Regions from separate parts of the Mus musculus genome. Here region 1 is linked to region 2. The links are chromatin contacts, called in public Hi-C maps. All regions are on one chromosome and are shown on one strand. The core of a region is the stretch at or near the end of the contact, and the rest is flanking DNA. Distances in the headings are between cores, read along the strand shown.

Region 1 (6,300 bases), core at 2,119-4,618, 83 kb before region 2:
ACCAGCAGCAGATACAGTAGCTCTCAGGGTTCTCTCTGGCCAGGCTGACCTTGAACCTATAATCTTCCTGACACAGCCTACCAAGTGCTTGGATTTCAGATCTGTGATGCCTCATCTGGTTTCACGTTCATTGTTGATAGAGATAGGGTTTGAAATTTTCTCTGCCACTGAGGTTTCTGTTTAACTGCATCTCATTTCTCTATTGACTTCTTTTTAGTCTTCTGGTCCCTGTAATCGGTAGCTACTTTCTGGTGATCCTGTTTGTTTGTTTGTTTGTTTGTTTGTTTCATTTTGGCCTGGTGGTTCATTTAGATAATTTTGTTAATGATATTTCAATGATATTTGAATGAGTTTGTTAGTAGCTCTAGGAATTAAGCTAATGTATTAATTTATTACAGTTTTCTTCATGTGAGTTTTAACTTATTCTTGTAAAATAGTCTTTCCATGTAGTTACAGGGCTTCTTTACTTATTTGGCTATTGCTGTTACATGTATCATATCTGCATTATTATAAATCATGTTTCTATAAACCTCATCCTTCTATAAAATATAGAGATAAAACTAAGACATATTGAGTCTGATATTCTTCATTTCTTCCTGTGAATTCAGATCATCTGTTGTCATTTCCTTACTCCAATATAGCTACATTTATAACTATATATATAGTGAAAAATAAAAAATAAAACATGATCAACAGAATAGGCCATTATACTGATATTCTGTCTGCTCATATTTCTGAAAGAGTTTGGTGGCTCCGTTTTTCTCAGTGTACAGCTTGATTCTTTCTGTACTTTGACCATGTGATCCCACTGCCTTCAGGATGTTGTTGGTTCCAATGAGAAGGCATTTGTTGATCTTTGGTTATCTCATGCATGGGCAGCTGTTATTTTCTTGCTCTTAAAATTCTTCTCTATTTCTTTGAATTTCACCAGGTGGATTATGTGTCTAGACAACATTCTTCTTTGTATTTATCCCACTTGGAGGAACTGAGCTTTATTGAAATGTTTTTAAATGAGGTTCAGTGGAATTTCAGCCAATTATTTGTTACCATTTTTTTTCTTTTCCTCTTTCTCCTTGGAAACTTTTGGTGTATGATTAACACTGTTTTTGTTGTCCTTTTTATTATTAATTTGTTTGTTTTAAAAACCTTGTTACATTTTATTTGTTTGTTTGTTTATTTATTTATTTATTTATTTATTTAGTGTGTTTATGTCTGTGCTTGCCAAGGAGCTTGTGTGGAGGATGTCAGAGAACAATGTGCAGAAGGGGGTTCTTCCTTCCACCATGGAGATCCTGGGGTCTGAATTCAGATCCTCACGCTTGGTGGCAGTCATCTCTACCAGCTGAGCCCTCTTCCTGGCCTTCTTATGATTACTTCTGAAAATGAAAGTCTAGATTACACACCAAAGTGTAAATTGTATGTGATGGCGTCTTTTGATTCTGAAATGTTTTATGGGTAAGTTATTGCTACTGTTGAGTTGTTTCAGTGACGGTCCTCAACTTATTCACAGATGTGCTCTCTTGTGGTCAAGCTTAGGAATGTTTGCTCAGGTTATCCTCTGTTTCCATTCTTGCTTTTGCTTTCTGTGTCCTTTTCCTAAGGTTCTTTCTAGGTTAGCATGGCTTAGTTGTCAGCCAGTGCTTGGGCAAAGATTTACTTAAGGATCTTAAATAAGTAGTACATCTCTGCTATGACATCTGTCTTGCAAGTGGCTTCAAGAATGCCTTCTAACTTCGGACAGTTTATAAGTCCCTGACTACGTTTTCCTCTCTGCCTTTATGATCCTCACATGGCATAACTGTGCCTACCTTCTTTCAGCATATCAGGAATACACTGGACATCACCTAGGCCTTTCTCCATTAACCTTTCCCCATCTGTTTTGTTGAAGATTGTATCTGGAGCCTTACACATTGTTCTTTTTGCCATATTTAATTTTCTGGCTGGTCTATTGTCTGGTTTTGTTGTTGTCCCAGACAGTGTGGATCACATTATAGTATAAGATGTATCTGGTGGTTGCTTCTGTGATCTTTGGTTTCTCTAACAACATCTGGGGTGTAGAATTTTCCATGTTCTGTCCAGTACCAATCAGCAAGGCAGCAGAGCTGTGTATTCACAAGGCTGTACTGCCTTACTAGTTAGAACTTCATGCTAAGAAACTGGGGAGGGTAGGAACAGCTCCTTCCTAAAATGCCAAAGGTCTTCATTCTCTCTGGTTCTTGGCATGTTGGAAGATATGTTCATATGCTTTACGTTCTTTTGAAGAGTTAGTAATTGATTACTTATGATATTTCTGCTTTGTCAGTGTTTCCACAGCCAGAACTTTTCAACTTCTTTTCTCTGCTGTTCTGGAAGCTTGTCTAGCTTGATATTCAACCTTTAAGTGGAACTTTTAGCTAAGATGCTAACCTATTTTTATAAAATAAAAATACTAAATATGGATTATTGGTATACTTTATATATTGTGCATGGTTTTGTTGTTGTTTGGTGGGTTGGTTTTTGTTTTGATTTTGAGATAGGGTCTCATGTATGACAAACTGACTTCAAACTCATGTAGCTGAAGATGACCTTGGATTCCTGATGTTTCTATCTCCCGACTACTAGGACACAGATGGGTATCATTAGTTGATTTGGTTCTAGGGATTTGACTATAAGTGTGGTGTGATGATTTGATTTCTTACCTTGACTTCCCCTTAATAATGGGCTGGAGCCTAAGATTATAAGCCAAATAACCATTTTCCTCCTCTAAATTGCTCTTTGTAAGTGCATTTTGCCATAGAAAAAGAAGTTTAAAAAATGGAGCAGAAATATTAGATCTAGGGTAGGGAGGAAGAAAGTCAGTGATCCACTTTCTCTTCCTTCAATAGTTTCTTCTTTCCATTCTAAATGGACCTGGTATCTAAATCCATGAGTTCATTACCTTGGCTCATTGCAAAAGTTAACGGAAATCTTCTAAGGCAGCCTGAATCTCATGAGAGCTGGAAAAAGTTTAGACCTGGGTGGAATTAAAGGAGACAAGAAAAAGGAAGTTGTTCTAGGACTAAAGGATTAATGCCATGAGTCATGTTTGTCTAATATCTAGTTATCTCGTAGTTCTTAACTCTGTAGCTTTAGAGAGGTGGAGACAAGAGAAGATGGGGGTGGATTTAATAATATTGGTTGGATCTAAATACATTGTATGCATATATGAAATTACCACATAATAATATAAACATTTAAGAAAGAATATTAGTTGGATACTTAACCTGTTAACTATCTCAAACACATTTCCTGCCAGGGAAGTGTCTGCCCAGGTCTGGCTGGAGGATGTGGTTTTGGCTAATAGTCGGATGGTGAACATGGTAGTTATGAATGGAGTTACTGGATGGGAAAAGAGGAAATAAAGTTGCTGACACCAGGCTTTGGTCTCCAGCAACAGATTTCCTCTAAATGAAGAGTCATCTCAGTTCTTGTGGAATTTTCCTTCTTCCTCTTTTTATTTTTTAAAGTACAGTCTCATTTATAGCATCTTTTGCTGTTAAATATAGTTAGGAATGAACAGGAGGACCATTGAAAGAGTGTTATTGTGAGAACTTCCTATATGCACACACTTGCCATTATTCCTAGTTCTGTCCATCATCCATCATCCATTGAACACATCTTTATCTTGAACCTGCTTTGCTGTAGGCACCATGCTATGCACACAGAACAGCAAGGTGAACATGGACACTGACTTTATGCGTCTGGCTTTAGTTCCATAAAGGAAGGCAGACATGTTGGAATGGGAATTAAAGGCTTGAAGAAATATAAAATAAAAACAGGATCAGACATGCTTTGAAGGTCACAGAAAAATCTCTCAGGGGTAGTGACCTTGAAGCTGAGTTCTGAAGCTTAGGTCTGTTTTAGCTGGTATACAAGTGATGCCTACCGAGGCCTTCAGGATCTAACCCAGCTTCCTTTGTAATCTCCCCACCAACCATTTTTGCTGTTGGTTTTTATTTAGTAGCCACAGGTTCTCTGTCACTTCCTCCACATGCCTGCTGGGAACATTATCTTCTAAGACCACTCATTTACCCTTTTCACAGCCTAGCTTTAGGAGACGCTCGCCTTTTCCTGTTACATTATTTACTGTGTGATTGTTCTGTAAAATATAAGTTCTTACAATGATGAGCAGCTATCTCAATTGTCGCTTTACCTCTGGGACCTTGGAATATGATTGATAGACATAGCTAAATGTTCTACTTGAATATTTGTTAAATAAGTGGATGGACAAAAGATGCAGGCTATAGTTTTGCACCTGAGAGAACATCCTACACTTGGCGAAAGGGAAGATGATCTGTATGGTTGTGAATAGAAAAGAGGAAGGAAATGGAACGGGAACGGGGATAGAGATGAAAATCTAATCTAGAAGTCTCCTACATCAGTGTTTGTCAAACGGTGAGGAGTTGAGCCATAAAACAATTTTGGTGGACTTCTCTTAGCATTTAATCAAACGGGACAATACAATACTGTACCATGTTCCTAGTAAAAGCATCACATTAAGCTCTCTTCCACATATATATGTATGTGTATGCATTCATATTATGGTATGGCAGAAAAAGTTTTCTTGTTTTAGTGTGAAATAAATAAGTATGAAAGAATCATTTAGTGATCAAGTGAAGACTGTCTGGTTTTCTGCTATAAGACTAAAGGACTCATGAAAACTATTTTCACAGAGGAGGTAGATTTCAAGGAGCCCTTTCATCAGAAGGCATCAATCCTAGAAGACGATCCTGCTTTTACTAACATAGAAGCGTTAGGTGTTGTGCAGAGCTATGCTGTTCTTTGCTATGTCTACAATCTCTAGGTTTCTGGGAGGCAGGAGCTCTGCCTTGTTTACTGTATCTGGTGCCTAACATATGCTCGTACTTAGCAATGACCTAGGGGTTGCATGAATGACCAGATTAGTCTACCGAGAAATGTTTGTTTTTCTAAAGCTGCAGTTTGTGAATTTAATAGCTATAGAAGCCTGCTGACAACACACATGCAAGGCAGCAATTCTACTACTGAACTACACCATAGCCCACCTACAGCTTTTAACATGAATAATTTGGGTGAGAATAATTTGGGTGAGAATAATTTTGGTGAGAATAATTTGGGTGAGAATAATTTGGGTGAGAATAATTTGGGTGAGAATAATTTTGGTGAGAATACCAGTCATAACCCTCTTTGCTTTCATAGATTCCAATATGGATCTACTATAACAATAAAAACCAAAACTAAACATTAAAAAAGAAAAAAGCAAAACAAAACAAAACAAACAAGCAAACAAACAAAAAACCCATAGTAAGCATAAACAACTACCAAAACAAAACAAAACAAAAAGTGCATTTTGTGTTAGCCAGTTTCTCCTGGCATGTGGCCTGCCCTGACTTGTAGGTTATATACCCAGTGATAGTCTATTGGAGAAAACTAATTTTCCCTTTCTCGGAAGGTATCGATTGACTGTAATAGCTTGTAGGTTAGGGGTAGAACTCTGTGTTCATCTCCCCTTCTTAGAGCTGGGATTTTTTTTTTCCTTTTTGAACCTGTATAGGTATTGTGTATGTTATCACAATCTTTGTGAGTTTTGGCCTTATTTATTATTTTCAATTGTAATTATGTTCATGTGTTTATGTTTATGTGAGAATATGTGCACATTTAAGTTTTGGTGCTTGAAAACTCCAGAAGACAATGTTGGATGCCCCCTTAAGTTGGATTAGCCTCGAGGTTAGGGATTAGCAGAGTGAAATAGGGTTGCAGTGTTCATGTAGTTTATCTCTTCCAAACCTCAGGTTGTGTGTTAGTCATACCCTTAGTTTGCTTCTTTCTTGCTATGATAAAGGCCATGGGAAACCACAACTAGAAGAGGAAGCAGTTAATTCGACGTCCAAGTTCATGTTACAGCGTATCATCTAGAGAAGCAGGACAGGAATTCAAGGCTTCCTGAAGGGAGAAGCTGAGAAAGATGCATAATAATCTGAAATCATCAATTACATTTTCTTTTTAAATATATGTTGCCCAGGGTGATCTCAAACCTTGAAGGAGTAGATAGCTGACCTAGAATTGTTAATCTGACTATACCTCCCAAGTGTTGGAATTATAGGCATGTAGCATTGCATCTGACTTTTGGAAACTAAGTGACGAAATGAACTTCTGTGAGCCCAAACATTAAAACTGTAACACAGAGATCCTTGGTGATAGTCTCATTTATCATCACATTTTTTTTTTATGGGTGGTGAAAGAAAATAAAGACAAATATCTCACGAAGCTCAGGTTGGACTTGAACTCCTGATGTTCTTGCCT
Region 2 (5,798 bases), core at 2,461-4,960:
TCAGCCACGTGAAAGGTCTGCCTGGGCGCCTTAGCGTTCTGCTATGGTCAGTAAACCAACTCTAACTAAGAACGCAGTGGTGAAATGTGTTAAAATTATCAAGACTTGTTGCACATTTGACCTGTGGGTATCAGGGATTCATTTTGCATTGGGACACAGCAGCGAGATATCAGTTTGGTGTGGGTCAGAGTGGTCAGCAGGACATTTGGGATGAGGATGAAGGTGAGGAGGATGAGTGAGGGTGAGAGATATTGGTTGCCGCATGGTATTTGTTGTTAATGAAAAAATGAGAAGATTCTATATGTGGACAACTTTCCAACAAAACAGTTGATAAAAATGCACCCAGTAGTTCACACATACATACACACACACACACACACACACACACATCCCAATTATCACTAAAGAGTAAGATTCTGTTCTCATAGCCAGGCTGCTCTTATGTCTTTATAAGACAAGTTTATGCAAGGCTCAGAGCAGTTACCTCACCACAGGATGTAGCTGCTCCTGACCATGGCATAGGGAAGAATGTGCTGTGCCTTACACACACACACACACACACACACACACACACACACACACACACACACAGAGGGGAGGGGATGGAGCAGGAGAGAGGGAGAGAGAGAGAGAAATAAAATAAAAAGAAGAAATAAAACAAAAAACAAAAAAGCAGCCACCCTTCTGTCATCTAAGCCTTTAGCAGGATGGTGCCAAACTAGGGTTCAGTGCTGGGTTACCGATTTGACTGTTAGCCCTGCTTAATAGCTGAAGCCCTGGAAAGACTGTAGGAAACATACCTTAATTCGAAAGTCTTCATTTAAAAGTTCAAATTTTACATTTGGCTAGTTGATCAGACTTGCATTTTTAAATTTGTTTTTGATGAAGGAAACAAGCCAAGTACAAAGGGGCCCTATGCCCTATGTCAAGTATTTTGAGAATAGTTAGGAAAGGTCATGAAATGGATGTAGCTGATTGTTACTTACTGAGTAAATCACATAAGTGACCAGGACATTTAATCACGATTCAGCAGTAGCCAGTTTTTGAGGCTGAGAAGTTTAAGAACTTTGAATTTGCTGTTTTTGTTTTAGTTTTGTTTTAAGTTAGAGGTTGACACTGTGAATATTTTTTTTATTAGTTCTTACTGTTCTTTTAAAACAAGCATTTTAGGTTCCATGAAAGATGGAACAGATAGGTCATTTTGGTAAATCTCCTGCCCCATACTCTCCCAGACAATGTCCCCTCCCCGCCCGCACTATAACTTGTTCCATCAGAGTGGTACTCTCTGTTACATGGATGCCCTTCAGTGGACGTGTCCTGGTCTCTAATGCCCAATGTGGATGATGCACTAGAGTGTCACATGGAGTCATTTTACAGCTCTCAAAATCTTCTCTACCTAACCATTGGTCAGCTGGGGAAAACTAATTCCTTTGCTCCCTCCATACTGTTGTCTCTCCCTGAATGGTATATAATTGGAAACATGCCGTCTGAATCTTTTTCAGGTCCATTCCTTTTTTCTCTATAATGAAGAGTTTGGTTACTCTGATGTCTGCTTACGGCTTTATGTGTGTTTAGTATATATTTATTGGAAATTGTAGAAGTTGAATATAGATGCTCATCTTTCAAAACACACAAGGTGGTGGTGGGTGTAGTGAGTTGGCTCAGCAGTTAAAAGCACTAGCTGCTCTACCAGAGGCCCCTGGACACCTGTGGCAGCTTACAACCATCTGTAATTCCAGTTCCAAGGAATCTGACGCCCTCTTCTGGCCTTCTCAAGCAATACATGTAAATGTGCAGACAAAAACACCATAAAGTACAAATAAGTTTTTTAAAAATTAAGAAAAATAACCCATGGGGCTGGAGAGATGGCTCAGTGGTTAAGGGTGCCGAAAGCTCTTCCGAAGATTGTGGGTTCAAATCCCAGCAACCACATGATGGCTCACAACCATCGGTAATGAGGTCTGATGCCCTCTTCTGGGATGTCTGAGGACAGCTACAGTGTACTTACATGTAATAAATAAATAAATCTAAAAAAAAAAAAAGAAAAATAACCCATTAATACACAGAATTTTATGTATGCGTGTATAGTTATTCACTTGGTTCCTAGATGCCAGAGCAGAAGGGTTCTGCTCAGGTGTTCTTTGACACTGATAAGATTATGCTGCAGTTTGCCAGCTGTAAGACTTTCTATTCCCAGCTGGAATCGAAGGCCAGCCGCTTCCCTGAGAACTTTACCCTGAGATCCAAATCACAATAACTCTCATTATAATCCTGCGCGATTGACTTCCTAATGAGGAAAGGAAGGCTGGAAAGTGGTTCCTTCAAACTCACTAAACGTGGAGAGGATTAGAACACAGAATGAGCCCTCCCCTAGAGTTGATCTGGGCATAGTTTGCGAGGAGGAAATCATTTGTCATTGCTTCTCTGGACCACTGGTGAATTTTAAAACACTTTATATCATTTGTTTAAATTACAGAGTTTTAAATCCCCAGACTTTATAAGCAGGTCATAAGATCGATGCATGAGAGTGTTTATTTATCAGCAGTCAGATGGTGGGTCTGCTGTCCTGCCTAGCTTTGTGTAATTCTTGGATGTTTATTAAGCAGGATATGGACTCTTAGGAAAAATTAGAAAACATAGGTGGTAGTATGAAGTAATATGGACTCTCAGTGTGTGTCTGTGTTGTGTGTGTGTGTTGGATGAAAGAGAGCTAGGGAGAGGGAGAAGGAAGAAAAATTTTTATGTGAAAAATTTAAATAGATCCAGAGGTTTCAGTGAAGAATATAGACTGACCTTGTGTGTAGGTAAAAGGTAACTATGAGGACTTGAAAACAAAAAACGACTGGGCATTTATATTCTGTTATATTATTTTATTTTATTGCACAAAAGCCCTAGAACTTTAGTTTTAATTTTGATGATTAACAAAGCTAATAATAGCCAAAACCTGTACATTTTGGCACGTGTGTAAATATTTGGCATGTGGCATGTTCCTCCCCTTCAGGCACCGAGAATGAAGAAGCTGAAAAAGAGTACCAAAGCGACAACCAAGCAAGTTGGGTCCATCGGATGCTAATGGCCTTGGTGAGCGACTCGGCTTTATTCAATACCCGAGAAGGACGTGCCGGAAAGGTGCATAACTTCATGCTGGGCTTGAATCTCAACACATCATATCCACTGTCTCCCCTGAGAGACTTCAGCTCTCAGGATTCCTTCGATGACGAGCTCGACGCAGCGGTAGCAGGTATGTAAGCCGTCTAAGCTACTTCAGGATATCTTTAATTTTAATTGGGGAGAAGCATTGTAATTATGGTCAACATTTAACTAGACTCAATTTTAAGAACATTGACTTGTGAGAGACATTACTACTACTGCTACTCCTACTACCACCACTACTACTACTGCTACTATTGAAGAAAAATACATTGGTTAGGTAATGGCCTAGCCATGCTAGTATAGAAAATATTCTTTGAAATACTTTCTTAATTGATCAGGGTTCCCCTAGAGTCAACAGGAAACCTCTACCGTGATAATTATAGAATAGTGTAAAGTAGGGAAATAGGTGCTTCCAGAGTTGTTCCAAGGATTAGAGAAGCAAGTCCGAGGCTTCCAGGAGTGACTCCAAAAAACACCAGACTCATTCCCCAAACGCCTCCACAGTCGTGCCTGGCAACGGAAAGAGAAGAAGCAGCACAGCTATGTCTCATTTCCTCCTTTCTATCCCGTGGGCGGGCCTCTTTGGAAAAGGCCAGGTCTCTACAGATGGGATCTTTGAGGATGCGATGAAAGTTCTCTAGGCCTGGCGCCCCCTTGTGGTAACAGGGAACGTGCAGCACAGGGGTTGGAGTGGAGCCTTCTGCAGTGCCCATCTGGACAGGGAAAATTCCTCTCCAGTTTTCAGGCAAGACTAGGAAACCTTGTGAAGTTGCTTGGTTAAGAATCTAGTCACTTTCACACTTGTCCCTAAGTGAAATTCCCAAGTGTAGTAACCTTTTATTCTTCAGTTCCCTGTGACTTACAGATTAAATGTTACGTTAGCCTTGCTGGTAAGTTATATGGGATACATCTTTTATATGGTGGCCTGAAATTTTCCTCTCAATCACCCCATCATCTTATCTTAGTCGTCTAAATATCATTTCTTAATCATCTCTGTCTTAAGGTCATTACTATGATGCTGTAAAACTTTAGATCAGATAAACAACAAAACTCCCTGAAGCTTTCCCATTGCCTTTGGAAATTATTATAGGCTTCAGAATTTGTTGTTGGTTTCTGTTTGTTTGACTTTAAGGGGAACAAATGTTGCATTTTGTATTGCGTGCACGGCCTTAAATTCTTGGATATGAGTTACATTTTTTCTTTATTTCTTTATTTCTTTTTTCAAGACAGGGTTTCTCTTATAGCCCTCGCGGTCCTGGAACACACTGTGTAGACAAGGCTGGCCTTGAACTCAGAAATCTGCCTGCCTCTGCTTCCCAAGTGCTGGGATTAAAGGCGTGCTCCACCACTGCCCGGCATGAGTTGCTTTTAATTATACATTTATTATCCCCAAATCTATGCAGATTATCTGTAATAAAAATCTAATTGTGATAGAGTAAGTTTACCCGAACTAAAAATGGATTAAAACATACAGCTGGAAGCATTATTTTTCTTGTTTTGTGACTATACTGTTTGTCTTAACTGTCCTGTGGTAAATGCTTCTTCTGAAACTCGTGCTTTACGGTGACTGCTGACAGAATCAAGCAAATCATACTCATAGCTGTTAGATCTATAAAGGACCTTCAGCTACTTAACTTTCTAGACAAAGAATATCAGAGAAACTAGTTCTGTTGTCTTTGTTCCAAATGGCTCAGCAAATCTTGGCTTGGGCCACAGGTCTCAGGGGCTGTTCTAAGTCTTCCCTCCATCACACACCACCCATCCCTGTGGCTTTATTAGTCATTGTTTTGCTGATGTAAGAATGGAAGTTTTCTTGGTGTATACTTCGTTTCATCTCTTTTTCAGTATCATTTTGCCAAAACAGTTCATCTGAGGTTTGCACTGCATACATCCTAGCAAACGTTCCCCACATTTCAAGAACTTCCTGGTAGTTTTATAGTATCCAATATGCTTTTATTTGTCAGTGTTAGGACCATAAGAGAAAGCACTGAGTTCCAAATTAATTTTTTTAATATTAAACAATACATTTATGTGTATATAAATAACACAAAAACATTTGGGACCTATGGAGAATAAGCAATCATTTGCTGCTTAAGTGAGATGAGAATTGAAAGGGGCCACCCTGTGTTTCGGTGACTGTAGGAATTATGCCTCTTTATTGTTTGTCTTAACAGTTGTTCTGAACCCTCACCTGGTTTCTTTCTTTCATTCCTTTCTGCACTCGTCCAGAGTTTAGATGCACTCGCAACATGCTTGGACCTCAAGATTCACCGGCCAGCGTGTTCTGTGTAACCTCTGCTGTTGTGAAGATTAAACACACTTTAAGGCCTTTCTTCCAGGAGCTCGTTCATGGGAGGATTTCTCTGCTTTGGCTATAATAACACGAATAGGAAAGAGAAAACGAGCCACTCTGAGGGAGCTCTAGGTCAGTGAGGCATAGCGATACACAAGTGTGGCCAGCCTGGGGTTTCCCCTTGCTGTGAGGTTGGGAGAATAATTGCTGTGTATATATCACCTTGTCTCATGCCTTTTCCCTGAAAAAATAAAAATAAAAACACTTATTAGCAATTTAAAGAAGTAAAATCAACATAAGGAATGAATCATTCTAAAGTGTATAGCATATACACTAAACATTTGTTCTTGAG

What was found. A called contact is a pair of places that touch in the nucleus more often than the background predicts.
Region 1: a contact with region 2 is called in a Hi-C map of bone marrow-derived macrophages, with 2.0 times the contacts expected there. The contact joins two enhancer-like sites. A contact is called at or near these places in 8 of 39 promoter capture datasets (the 3T3-L1 cell line, 3T3-L1-derived adipocytes, the C10 cell line and 3 more), 1 of 15 datasets of contacts at CTCF or cohesin (the NIH/3T3 cell line), 26 of 484 Hi-C or Micro-C datasets (3T3-L1-derived adipocytes, B cells, the C10 cell line and 18 more), 5 of 115 datasets of contacts at active chromatin or transcription factors (the HPC-7 cell line, bone marrow-derived dendritic cells, bone marrow-derived macrophages and 2 more) and 1 of 9 other capture datasets (liver).

What each region holds. Positions count from the first base shown.
Region 1 is chr1:149,937,534-149,943,833 of GRCm38.p6, reverse strand. All of the region lies in intron 1 of Pla2g4a (phospholipase A2, group IVA (cytosolic, calcium-dependent)), which reads left to right. Among named protein-coding and RNA genes, the nearest start is that of Pla2g4a, 21 kb to the left of the region's middle. Within about 2 kb of position 3,368, at least 61 of the 459 cell types and tissues checked have an H3K27ac peak or open chromatin away from gene starts, as enhancers often do. A contact at or near this core is called in bone marrow-derived macrophages and pancreatic cancer cells, where this site is marked.
Region 2 is chr1:149,854,888-149,860,685 of GRCm38.p6, reverse strand. Pla2g4a (phospholipase A2, group IVA (cytosolic, calcium-dependent)) reads left to right here. Exons shown (of 18, transcript NM_008869.4): 14 at 3,002-3,241. Among named protein-coding and RNA genes, the nearest start is that of Pla2g4a, 100 kb to the left of the region's middle. Within about 2 kb of position 3,710, at least 60 of the 459 cell types and tissues checked have an H3K27ac peak or open chromatin away from gene starts, as enhancers often do. A contact at or near this core is called in bone marrow-derived macrophages and pancreatic cancer cells, where this site is marked.